Linked DNA regions of Sus scrofa: regions 1, 2 and 3 are each linked to region 4. Evidence: chromatin contacts called from public HiChIP or PLAC-seq data. All regions are on one chromosome and are shown on one strand. The core of a region is the stretch at or near the end of the contact, and the rest is flanking DNA. Distances in the headings are between cores, read along the strand shown. Region 1 overlaps LOC102163764 (a long non-coding RNA gene). Region 2 overlaps LOC102163764 (a long non-coding RNA gene). Region 3 overlaps LOC102163764 (a long non-coding RNA gene). Region 4 overlaps LOC106506054 (a long non-coding RNA gene).

What was found. HiChIP or PLAC-seq counts read pairs in DNA pulled down with a chosen protein or histone mark.
Region 1: a contact with region 4 is called in an H3K27ac HiChIP or PLAC-seq map of skeletal muscle, with 4 times the contacts expected there. The contact joins two enhancer-like sites. A contact is called at or near these places in 1 of 47 Hi-C or Micro-C datasets (embryonic fibroblasts) and 2 of 2 datasets of contacts at active chromatin or transcription factors (alveolar macrophages and skeletal muscle).
Region 2: an H3K27ac HiChIP or PLAC-seq map of skeletal muscle shows a contact between it and region 4, with 5 times the contacts expected there. The contact joins two enhancer-like sites. A contact is called at or near these places in 1 of 47 Hi-C or Micro-C datasets (mesenteric adipose tissue) and 2 of 2 datasets of contacts at active chromatin or transcription factors (alveolar macrophages and skeletal muscle).
Region 3: an H3K27ac HiChIP or PLAC-seq map of skeletal muscle shows a contact between it and region 4, with 6 times the contacts expected there. The contact joins two enhancer-like sites. A contact is called at or near these places in 2 of 47 Hi-C or Micro-C datasets (embryonic fibroblasts and heart right ventricle) and 1 of 2 datasets of contacts at active chromatin or transcription factors (skeletal muscle).

The regions. Positions count from the first base shown.
Region 1 is chr14:80,916,756-80,919,455 of Sscrofa11.1, forward strand. All of the region lies in intron 6 of LOC102163764 (a long non-coding RNA gene), which reads left to right. Among named protein-coding and RNA genes, the nearest start is that of RPS24, 440 kb to the left of the region's middle. Within about 2 kb of position 1,271, at least 13 of the 83 cell types and tissues checked have an H3K27ac peak or open chromatin away from gene starts, as enhancers often do. A contact at or near this core is called in skeletal muscle, where this site is marked.
Region 2 is chr14:80,975,334-80,978,085 of Sscrofa11.1, forward strand. All of the region lies in intron 6 of LOC102163764 (a long non-coding RNA gene), which reads left to right. Among named protein-coding and RNA genes, the nearest start is that of ZMIZ1, 430 kb to the right of the region's middle. Within about 2 kb of position 1,373, at least 15 of the 83 cell types and tissues checked have an H3K27ac peak or open chromatin away from gene starts, as enhancers often do. A contact at or near this core is called in mesenteric adipose tissue and skeletal muscle, where this site is marked.
Region 3 is chr14:80,839,042-80,841,741 of Sscrofa11.1, forward strand. LOC102163764 (a long non-coding RNA gene) reads left to right here. Exons shown (of 11, transcript XR_002338695.1): 5 at 225-335. Among named protein-coding and RNA genes, the nearest start is that of RPS24, 370 kb to the left of the region's middle. Within about 2 kb of position 1,315, at least 14 of the 83 cell types and tissues checked have an H3K27ac peak or open chromatin away from gene starts, as enhancers often do. A contact at or near this core is called in embryonic fibroblasts and skeletal muscle, where this site is marked.
Region 4 is chr14:81,316,912-81,319,646 of Sscrofa11.1, forward strand. The region is part of intron 4 of LOC106506054 (a long non-coding RNA gene); the gene reads right to left. Among named protein-coding and RNA genes, the nearest start is that of ZMIZ1, 91 kb to the right of the region's middle. Within about 2 kb of position 1,275, at least 73 of the 83 cell types and tissues checked have an H3K27ac peak or open chromatin away from gene starts, as enhancers often do. A contact at or near this core is called in embryonic fibroblasts, mesenteric adipose tissue and skeletal muscle, where this site is marked.

The DNA of each region.
Region 1 (2,700 bases), core at 21-2,520, 400 kb before region 4:
GGGCCCAAAAGACCACCATGGAGAAAAGTTACGTGAAAATAGATTTTAGCTCAAACGTAAAAAAAATACTACCACCCCCCAACCTGCTCCCCAGCCCGCAGAGGGACTCAGTTCTGTCTCTCAGAGGGCAAGTCCCTGCTCCCTTGCCATGCCACGTGTCAGATTATTGCCTCTCAGCACAAAATGGAGCTAGAGTCTTTCTAAAAAATAGTTGAATGTTTTAATAATTTAAAGAATTTATTGCTTTAAATTGTGGTCAAATACACATAATTTAAAATTTACCAACTTAACCTTTTTTCTTTCTTTCTTTCCTTTTTTTTTTTTTTTTTTTTTTTTGTCTTTTTAGAGCTGCACCCGGGCGTATGGAGGTTCCCAGGCTAGGGGTCAAATCAGAGCTGTAGCTGCTGGCCTATACCACAGCCATAGCAACATGAGATCTGAGCCACATCTATGCCTACATGCCAGCTCATGCTCATGGCAATCCCAGATCCTTAATCCACTGAGCAAGGCCAGGTATCAAACCCGCGTATTCATGGATGCTAGTTAGATTTGTTTCCACTGAGCCATGACGGGAACTCCCAACTTAACCATTTTTAAGTCATCCACCTCCAGAACTCTTTTCTGGCAAAACTGAAACTGTGAGATCATGCTTTACAAGAGAGATATCTAAAGATGAGCTGGGCTGCTTCAGGACATGGTGTGCAGCGTGGTTTTGCACACATATGTAGCTGAGGCTGATAGTCTTTGGCGGGCGGAGGCGGGGAGGAAAACCAGCAGAGTGGATTGGAGATGTACCTCCTGTGCTCCGGGGCCCCTCTGCCAGCATGGCACCTTTGTGTAAATGGCGAAGCAGCTTTCTCTGTGCGGTGAATCATCCACAGGTTCTCTGGGTAGAAGAACTGCTTTAAAGAACCCTGTATGAGTGACCAGCAAGTTTAAAAAGCGAGGCAGAATGTCAGCACCACGTGTTCCTTGGCTGGGCATCTTTGGGCGGGGCAGAAACCACTGCACTGTATGTTGCAGCCCCATGTGCTGGGCACCATGTCAGCCCTTTCTACGTGCCATCTCATTCTTTCACTTAGTGCAGTCATCCAGCACACTGGGTGGCATTATCCCTACTTGACAAAATGAGAAAACTCAAGCTCAGAAAAATTTCAGTACATTGCTTAAAGTCACAGCTTGTAAACAGCAGAGTTGTGGTTCAAATGCAGTCTGTCCACTTCTAAGTCCAGTGCTCTTTGTACTGCCTACAGCTGTCCTCACTTGACCCGGGAGTCTATGCCTGAGGTCAGACCATGTACAAAGCCAGGACTCAGGCCAAGGGCCCTGGACTACTGGGGCGAGGCTTCCTGCTTTCTTAGTCCCAGCAAGAAAAGTGAAATTTCCACTGGGGTGATAAACAGGCACTATTTACAGTGCTCTGTCTTACCTGAGTAAAAATATTTAAGGTGGTGTCACAACAAAATGTGTTATTTTGTCTACAAAGCTATTCATAGGGGCTGAAGGATGCTATGAAATATTTGCCACTGGAACCAAACAACATTCTCCTCTTCCATTTCCAGCTCTGTCTGAGGACCTGGACCCTGAATAGGAAGCACAACATACTTAATTTTCTCAAATACCACTAGTTAGGGAAAAAAAAAGCAAGAGAAAAACAGAGTAATTTCCTTTCTCATCTCCTGTGCAGGTGATTGGCTTGCAGGACTGGCTGGAGGGGGAGTGATTTTGTTTCTTGGATAATGGAATTAAGTGGGTACCTCCTGATTTAGTCCCCAAAATGGAGAAGTGGTGTTTATGTTCCTGAAACATGAAATCAGTAGAAACATAGCTTCGGAAAGAAAGGAAAATGAGAAAGAAAATCACCAATCATTTGATTATACGACAACTTGTGAACATTCACATACTTGATTGTCCTCTGCAAATCTGTAGGAAGTATGATTTTTTTTTTTTTTTAAAGGTGCTGGTTTCAGCATGTTTTTGTGAGAATAGGCTATGGCAGCTGGGAAGGAAAGTGTTCTGGAACAAACAGTGGCCCTCACATCAGAGTTCGCAAAGCACTTTCACCTGTGTTATCCTTGTCCTGTGTTCCAGTTCGGGCCCGGCTCTCGGGGCTCCCTCTCAGCCTCCCTGTTCCTGCTTCATGGACTTGGAACACCACAGTGCTGTTGTCTCGTCCCACTGGCTCTGCCCTGTGCACTGGCAGACAGATGCCTATGCAGAGTCCACTCTGCTGGTCCTCAGCCGTCTGCCCGCACCACCTCCTGCTCACCTCTTCCTCATCTTTTCAGTCTGTGCTTAGCTTTGCTGCTGCCACTTCCCGACGCCTTTTCTGAGTGCTCCTGCCATGGCTGGCTGTCCCTCTTCCCTGTTCTCCTGTGTCCTCTGTATTTCTAGTCAATGCGATCGACGTCTCTTGCCGTCTTCTTGCAGAGGATCTGAGATGTTGCAGAGGATCTGACTGAGAGGCCCCTGAACATGGAGAAGTGTCTCCCCTAGGCAGATGCTGAACCTTGCACAGAGCGGGACTCAGCATCTGCACCCGAGAAATATCAGGCGAACCATCAAGAGGGTGGTGTCATTGTCCCTAGCATATAGATGAAGAAACAGGGACATGGAGGCAGGCTGTGTGTCCTGTGTCCCCGGTGAGTTAGAGATGGCGCCTGGACCAAAGCCCAAGGTGAGTGACTCTGGCATTCTCAT
Region 2 (2,752 bases), core at 123-2,622, 340 kb before region 4:
CTCAAGGGTGGCTACTTCCAGGGATTCTGTCTGTCCCTGGGAGTCATTTCTTCCATCACATCCAAACTCTGCTTTCCTTGGCACACACAAGAGCAGAGATGCAGCAAGTAGGCGCAGGGCCTTGAGAATTCCCCCAGCTGGGACCCAGATTAATTCTCTTTGAGGCAGCTCTGGGCCCAGGCCAGGACTTTCCATGCAGCTGCAGGTCTCCTGGAAGAAGCCTCATCATGTTGTTTTAGGCACAATAAAGGGCAGTGCCACAGCTGGACTCAGAGGTCCTGGGTGACCAGCCTTTCCTGCCTGACCTCACTCTCTCAGGCCCCCACCAGTGTAGTTCCAGTGGGGGCCAATGAGCATCCACACTCTAGATTTGAGACTTGCTTGATTGGCTAAGAAAGGACCACCTGACCCCTATCCATTTCTCCATGGCCTTTCTTTATCCCCTATATGTAACAAAAAAAGAAGATGTGGTTTGGACCTGGAAAAAGGCCTTGCTCTGACCTCCCCCTCCCTCTGAGAGCTTCAGCAGCTCTCTTCCCAACACTAGGCCTCAGTTTCCCCATCTGTATAATTTGGGGCTGCATTGTCCTTTGACCCCTGAAGGATGTGTGCTGGAGTAGACAGAGCCCTGATATTAGAGTCCTGTACACTTGTTCTGGTGTTCTGTCTCTGATTCTGGCTGTACAATCATGGATAATGAGCCAGTTATTTTCATCTTCTCTGGGTCTCAGGTTTCCCATTCGTAAACTCGGAGGAGATTGCCGAGAAACCTTGCCTTGGATTCTCTGGGAGCCCAGGGTGAGGTGTGCCGGAGACAGAGAGATGAGAGCCAGCTGCAGACCTAAGGTGTTTGTTGCAGGCAAGGCTGAGTCCACAGGAACTCCATCTGCCGGGCAGTGGCTCAGAGCACCACCACGGCATCTGTCTGGGAGACGTGCTGGGCCTGCTGTGCAAGGAGCACATCTGCTTCTGTGGGTCCAGGGTCTAGGGTAGGGCCCTGGCGGCCAGCCTTCCCAGATGCAAAGACTGCCACACAGCCAGGCCTCTCTCGGGCCGCCAGGACCCACCCCAGGCGCTGCAGGATCAGTGGTTGATGACAAGGCCTAGGTAGCAGAGAGGAGAGGGAAGATCCTAGAGCCCTGAGCTCACAGGCAGTTAAAGCCCGTCTCCCTGCCCCCGGGGACCAGCCCGCCCCAGAGGGACGTGCGCTGTGTTCCTGGTACAGGAAGTGAACCGCCCGGGGCCATCTGGGATATGTTTTCAAGGAAATCTTGAAAACGGCAGCTCCAGCCAGAGGTAAACAGGATTTCATTAAATCATGCCTGGCCCAAGGGACAGGGAGTGGGTCTGATTTCACAAAAGCAGCCATGTTCCCGTCTGATGCTCCTGGCTGCCTTTTGGTCAAAGACAGGCCTCCTCAGAGAAGATAAACAGAGACACAGAGACAGTCTGTGTGGCCCCCTCCGGCTTCAGGCTTGGGTGGGGGCGTGGGGTGCCTCCTACCTGCTGACACCCACCATGTGTCCAAGTGACATTTTCCACACCCCTGTGACCAGCTGCACTTTCACCGGCCGGACTGGAGTTGATCTCAGGATCTCTCTTGGGTGGATGTTAACATCCCCTTTCTGCTCTTTAGAAAATCAGGAAACTGAGACTGGGAGATCCAATGTGTTGCCTTGGGTGGTGCAGCTAGGAGGGGGCAGGCTGAGATGCAAAGCCAGGTCTCCTCCCCCAGTATCTAGTCCTAGGTCAGCCCCTCAGGCCCTTAACTCCTGCTCGTTCCCCCCAATTTTCCCATTCTCTCCGCTAGAGATGAGGGTTCATGGCCTGGCAGCCTGGCTCTCGTGATGGCCCTGGAAGACCCCCAGAACAGAGATTATACCCATTCTGCAGATGTAGAAACAAGGGTCAGCAAAGCTGGTCATTAGCCTGGGTCACTTCGCCACTTCAGGACCAATGTGGTTGCTGATCTGAGAGCTCTTGCTTCTCTTGGAGAGTGTCAGGCAAAGAGAGCCACATGCTTGCCAGGGAAAATCTCCAACTAATTTTCTAGACATTAGTTCCTGGGTAAAGCTTTCGTGTCCAGGCTTGTTGGCAAGCCCTTGGAATAGGTTCTCTGTGTCAGCCCTTCCCTTTAAAGATGGGCCTGTGTACCCTTTAGGTGGGGTTGAAAAAGGCTTCCTGCTCCAGGCAGTGTGGTCCTTCTGGTCCTTGGAGCTGCGGACAGGGAGAGCATCAGAGCTTTATGTAGCGTGGGTCCTCACTAGCAGCCTGATCCTAAGTGATTCTCCATACAGCCTGTGGGCAGCCCCAGCACCTGGCATCTCTTCTATAGGGTTCTGCGTGCTGCCTTGGGGAGAAAAACCCCATGGAAGGCTGAGTCTGTGGAATAGGTAGCCCTTCCTACCCAGGGAAGGAAGCACCCTCTGTGTGGTCCCCTGGGTTTGACCCATTACGTGACATGCATTACCTGGCTGACCTCAAATAACCTCAGGATGAAGATGCTAGTTTCTCTATTTCAGAAACAGGAGCTGTGGTTGGAAGAGGTTAAGCCACTTGGTCAGGGTCATGTGGCTTGGAAGGGGCACAGGTGGACTTTGAACTGAGGGCGTGGCACCAGCGTCTATGAGCGATAGCAACTGTTGTAGAGAAGTGATCTGGCTCTCCATCCTGGGAACACAGAGCTGTGGGGAGGTGAGGGGGCAGGAGCCCTGTCTTTAGCCCTAGGAATTCAGCTCTGGGAGGCATGGGT
Region 3 (2,700 bases), core at 65-2,564, 480 kb before region 4:
ACAACTTAATAAATATTTATGCTGGAATAACTTATCAACCAAACTGTAGAAACAATATACATGAAAGGAAAGAAAAAGTAATCATTTCAGTTTATTTTTAAAGAACTACAATTATGTACAATGGGAAGGGTGCACCTGCTGGGCAGTGCACAACTTGTCAGACTTTGGATTTGGGTTGGACAAGCACCACCTTCATTTTCCATTCCACATTGCTTTCCATTCAGGGCTTGATTATCATCACAGCAGCAACCACCAAAAACCGCTTCTCAAGGCTCTAATACCATCAAAGGAATGCAGTGTGATCTATTGTGGAAACTATGAAGTCACGTAAAATAGTAAGTAGCTCATGCGTAGCCGGTGTTTCTGTGGTTCCCTTGAAAAATTTCAATATCCTGTAGCACCCCTAAATTTTTTTTGTGGTGATCCGGGGTGCCTCAGCCCACAGTTTGGGAACCATGAGTCTCAAGCCACCAGTCTTAGTTTTGGCTGGAGCATGTGTCATGACTCTGGCCAATGGAATGAGAAGAGTCTTGGGAGGTTTGTGGGAAAGGCTGACCTCACTCTAAACACCTCTGGGAAGAAGGCATCTCCCTGTACTGCTGGTGGTTTTAGTGTCCACATAGTGGGAGTTCTGGAATTACAGATGCCACCAGGTCCCCTGAGAGTAACTACCCCCAAGGAGAACGCTCTGAGCATGGCGGAGGGGAAAGAGGGAAGGGCTCTGGCTTTGGTGACATTGTTTGGTGTCCACCTCTGGTGTTCCTGTTGCCTAAGCGAGCACCTTCCCAGAGAGTTTAACCAGTTTAGAACTGGATTTCCTATCACCTGCAGCCAAAAGCATCCTTGATTCTCCAGAAGAAGATGCTTGGAAAACACTGTACTTTCTGTCCTCCACTCAGGGTCGCCTATCAAAGCCTGAGAAATCCCACAATCCTCCGCTTACTTGTGCTCAATGCAGTGTTTGCCAGATTTACTTGACCGAGGAAACCTTTTTTTCCATAGTACCTAATTAACATCTTGCAGGACACTTGTGTGCCAAAAAACACACTTTGAAAGGAATGGCTTAAGTCCCGCCTCCTATCCCCTCCACCCCGCCCACCCCGGAAGCTCTTACACAGACTCCCACCTCAGAGGCGCGCCAGGACCCACATGTGTTTCTGTTCAATAGGGGAGACTAAATGAAGCCAGATGTACCTGGGCAGCCCACAGGCCGAAGAGGCAGTGATTTAATGTCCCAGCTATGCAGGGATTAGCTTGCCAGAAAGCTCCCAAGGAGGGGTGGGGACTTGCCGCCAGCCTGCTAATGGATTCAGCAGAACTGCCGTGTGGGCTGTGCACGACTGCTGTGTGCTAGACCGCTGTGGCCCTGACCTGTGTGTGTGACTTCTGTGTGCATGGCCTTTGTGTCCATGACTGCTATGTGCACGACCTTTGTATCCGTGACCTGAGTCTGTGACTGCTGTGGGCATAACCTCTGTGTCCGTGACCTGCGTCTGTGACTGCTGTGGGCACGACGTCTGTGTCCATGACCTGTGTGTGTGACTTCTGTGTGCATGACCTCTGTGTCTGTGACCTCTGGCCCAAGACCACTGTGTCCATAGCTGCTGTCCCATGACCCCTGTGCCCTTGACTTCAGTGGCCATGACAGTGTCTACGATTGCTCTGTCCATGATTGTGGTGTCCATTACCTCTGTGTGCATTAATGCTATGACCATGACCACTGTGTCAGTGACTCCTGTGCCCATGACTGTTATGCCAGGGACTGCTATGTCCATGACCTCTGTGCTTGTGATCCCTGTGCACAGAGGGTCAGACCCTCTGGACTCCCCAGAACGAGGTCCTCCCCTGGCTCTAGTGCCCCCTGCCCAACCCTCTGGGTCACACGCCTATCAACTCGCTCTGGCCTCCTGTTCCCACTCCTGCCCCAGACTCAGTCTCCCTGGGCCAGGAGTAAGAGAACTCTGCTGACCACTAGGTGTGGGACTTAGGCCATTCCTTCCCCACTCTGGGACCCAGAGGTTATTCGGCATGGTGGTTTTCTAAAAGTGTCCCTAAGACCTTTGGAGTTCTGAGGGAGCCCCTTAGGGAGTGTACCCCCAATTCAACCAGAACTGATCTCTATTTACTCTTTTTAGCCACTGGCTTCCCCTGTAGGAATTCATTGGGAGAAAAGGCTTTGTGGCAGGAAAAAAAGTCAAAAATCACTGATGTCGTCCAGCTGAGCATTTTGCAGGTCCTGCTCTGGGATCCCTGGAGGCTTGTGAGAGAACTGGAGTAGAGCGGGAGGGGCTGGGTCAGGGTGGGGAGTTCAGGGGCGGCCCGGTGAGAGGAGAGGCAGTGGTTCCTTCTCCCTGTCGGTTTTGCCAGCTGTGACCCAGGAGAAAAAGCCCTTGAGACTGTTAGCCATGCGTCCAGGAGCCACACAAAGCCTGCTTCTCTAGTTGTGGGTCTGGTTGCTTGTGAGGATCCAGGAGGCGGGCAGCCTGCCTGGGAGGTGGACTCATTCTATTTGCTCAGCTGAGGTGTTGGGCCAGCTCCGGCCGCCCACCCTGGGCCAGACACCTCCGCACCAGAGCTCAGCTCTCGCTCTTTCCGGCTGCCTGAGCTGGCTCAGCCTATCCGGTGGTGTGGATGTAGCACTGGGCGCTTCAGAGAGGGCTGAGCAGGACCCAGGGGTCCTTCAACAGGCACAGTGTGGCC
Region 4 (2,735 bases), core at 25-2,524:
GAATGCAAATCCCCCACCCAAAGTTGGAGAACTGTAGGAGCTGGGCCAGCCCATGGAGAAGGAGCAGGACCAGAGATGTCAGGGTACTGGACCCAGCCAAGCAACTAGGGCCAGGGCTGGAGCTTGAGTCACGGCCATGCTCAGTCTCACCAACTTTCCTCCTGAAGGCTCAGCGGTCAGTACTGGTCCTGGGATGGACCTCTGTGAGGGTGTGTGGTTGCTGGGGAAGCCAGAAGATATGCCCAACCCCTGCCCCTGACTCTGACCCATTGCATGGACTCCTCTCTACACCAGAAGGCCCCAGAAGGTTTGGACTAGCTCAGGCCCCTTTCCTCGAGCTCAAGGGCTCAGGAGAGCCCCCAGAGGCAGGGCCCAGAGCGCCCTCCCCACAGGGGGGGCTCACCCAGCCTGGGCTCTGGTCAGACTCTGCTCTGCTTTGCTCTCGCCAGGCATGAGTCAGCGCCGGGAGCCTGCGTGTGGCCACAGCTGGCTGGACGCTGAGGCCAGCCAGGCCAGGCCCTGGAGGTCTGCTGGGGCCCTGGGGCCTCACTAATGGGAAGAGATGGCCCCGAATGACCCACAGGATCACACAAGGGAAAGGAAAAAGGCCCAAGTAGAAAACTAAGCACAAAGAAAGATCTCAAATCTTAAAGCGGCAGAAGCAGATTCAGAGTCAGAAAAATGATTACACAACAAACACACACACAGGCTACCAGCCCTGGCACGAACACACACTCATGTGTACCCCACACTCCACACACAGACACTCCACACGCTCACACACACATCCCACATATACCCGTCTTCACAGTGCCCTAGCGTCTGCAGCACATACCAGATATACACATGCAAGAGAAACCACATCAACAAACACACACACCACGCATGCGTGCACACACGCGCTCGCGCACACATACACACACAGCATTCCCAGAGGGTGAGCCCACACAGGGAAATCAACCCCACACAGCAGATGCTCACATGCCTGTCTGTGGCGTATGGCTTTTGTCAAACCCAAGGAAATCAGACTCACCACCCTCAGCATACGTGTACAGATAGGTTTGGGGACATTGGGTCACACGCTGTCTAACGGACTCGATGTTTCTGAGGGCTGTGCTCAAGGTCAGCCTGGTAACTGGGGTCCTGGGCACCCCACCCCTCGCCCACGGAGAGGGGAGCCCGCCCCTGCCCATCCCAGCCAGCCAAGCTTCTGCGCCCCGCCAGGAGGTCGCGGAGCAGAGCGCGGCCAGGAAGTCAGCCCGGAGTGACAGCTCCCCCACGCTGTTTGTTTATTCATGACTCATTCGTCTCCACAGACTGGCTCTTCTTTCTTTCGGGAGGAGGGGAGAAAGGAGCGGGAGGGAGGGAGGCGGGAGCGAGGGAGGGGGACGGGGAGGGGGCGAGCCAGACTCCACAATAAACAATGAGGCAGCTGAGCCGGCGGGCGGGGGAGGCGGCGCGGGTCGCGGCCCGGGCCGGGCCTGGGGGACAGGCGCCCCCCGACCCGCTGCCCGGGCTCTGCGCGCACGAGCCCCGAGCCTCCCGCTCCACCCGGCCCTTCCCATCCCCGCCCGCCCGCCTGCCTGCCCGGCCCGCCACCACCTCCCGGCGACCGGGCAGGAGCAGCCGTAATTGGATCCGCGCCTCCTCCTCCCAGCTCCCCGCCCCCAATCGGGGAGCCGGATAAATGCCGGGTACCTTGGCAAAACAGTCGGATCCAAACCTATTATTTGGCTAATGGGCTTCCCCCGTGCGGCTCCGCAACACCCCGCAGACTCCCCCCACTCCATTTCCCAGAGCCGGTCCCGCGCCCCTTCGCGCCGCCGCCTCCCCGCCCCGCTCCAGGAGGGGCTCGGCCGGGCCTCCGGATAACTGGAGGAAGCGCGGGGCCGAGGCTTCAAGGGCCTCATTGTTCTGCCTCGAGGGGCACATTGAAAATGCTCCAGGATTTGCTTCCTGTGAAAACAGCCTGGGAGGGAGGGGGCGATTCACGGTGGAAAGACATTATCCTCCTGGAAGCTGCCCAGATTACACAGGGAGAAAAGGGTTGTTTTGATTGTTGCTGGCTCTTTCTTTCCTTCTTTCTTTCTCCCTTTTTCTTTCTTTCTTTTTCCTTTTGGCCCTCCCCGCCTTTTGCTACCCTCCCAGGGCCCAAGATGAATCCTGAGGGCTGTTGAGCAAGTTGGAAATGTGGAGCTGTTTTCCGCATAAATAAGGCCAGTGAGCGATAGCACCAGATATAAAGTCTGATTCAGAGAAATTCTAAAGAACGCAGGGGCGATGAGGTGGGCAAATCCAAGAAACTCATTTCCCCAGCATGCCCTTCTGAGTCACATCTTGCACCATGAGGGGAAAACACATCACACCACAATATGTCACATGCCTGCTGCAGAGGAACGGCCTGGTGGGGGATGTAGAGCTCCTCCTTCCTGAGCCTGGGTCAGCACAGCCAGTCCCACTCAGGGCCAAGGTCAGCTGGGCAGAGGCAGGGATCAGCCTCACCACAGGCCCTGGGAAAACCTGGTTCTTCCGCTTTCTACCTGAAAGACCTTGAACGTTAATAATAGTAACAGGGAACCCTTAATAACACCTACTGTGTGCTGGGCTCCCTTCTGTGTGTTTTACATGTATTATCTCATTTAATCTTCACCACACCCTGATAAGGCAGGTGCTTTGATTATCCCTACTTCCAGATGAGGAAGCTGAGTCTAGAAAAGTTCAGGAACTGCCTGATG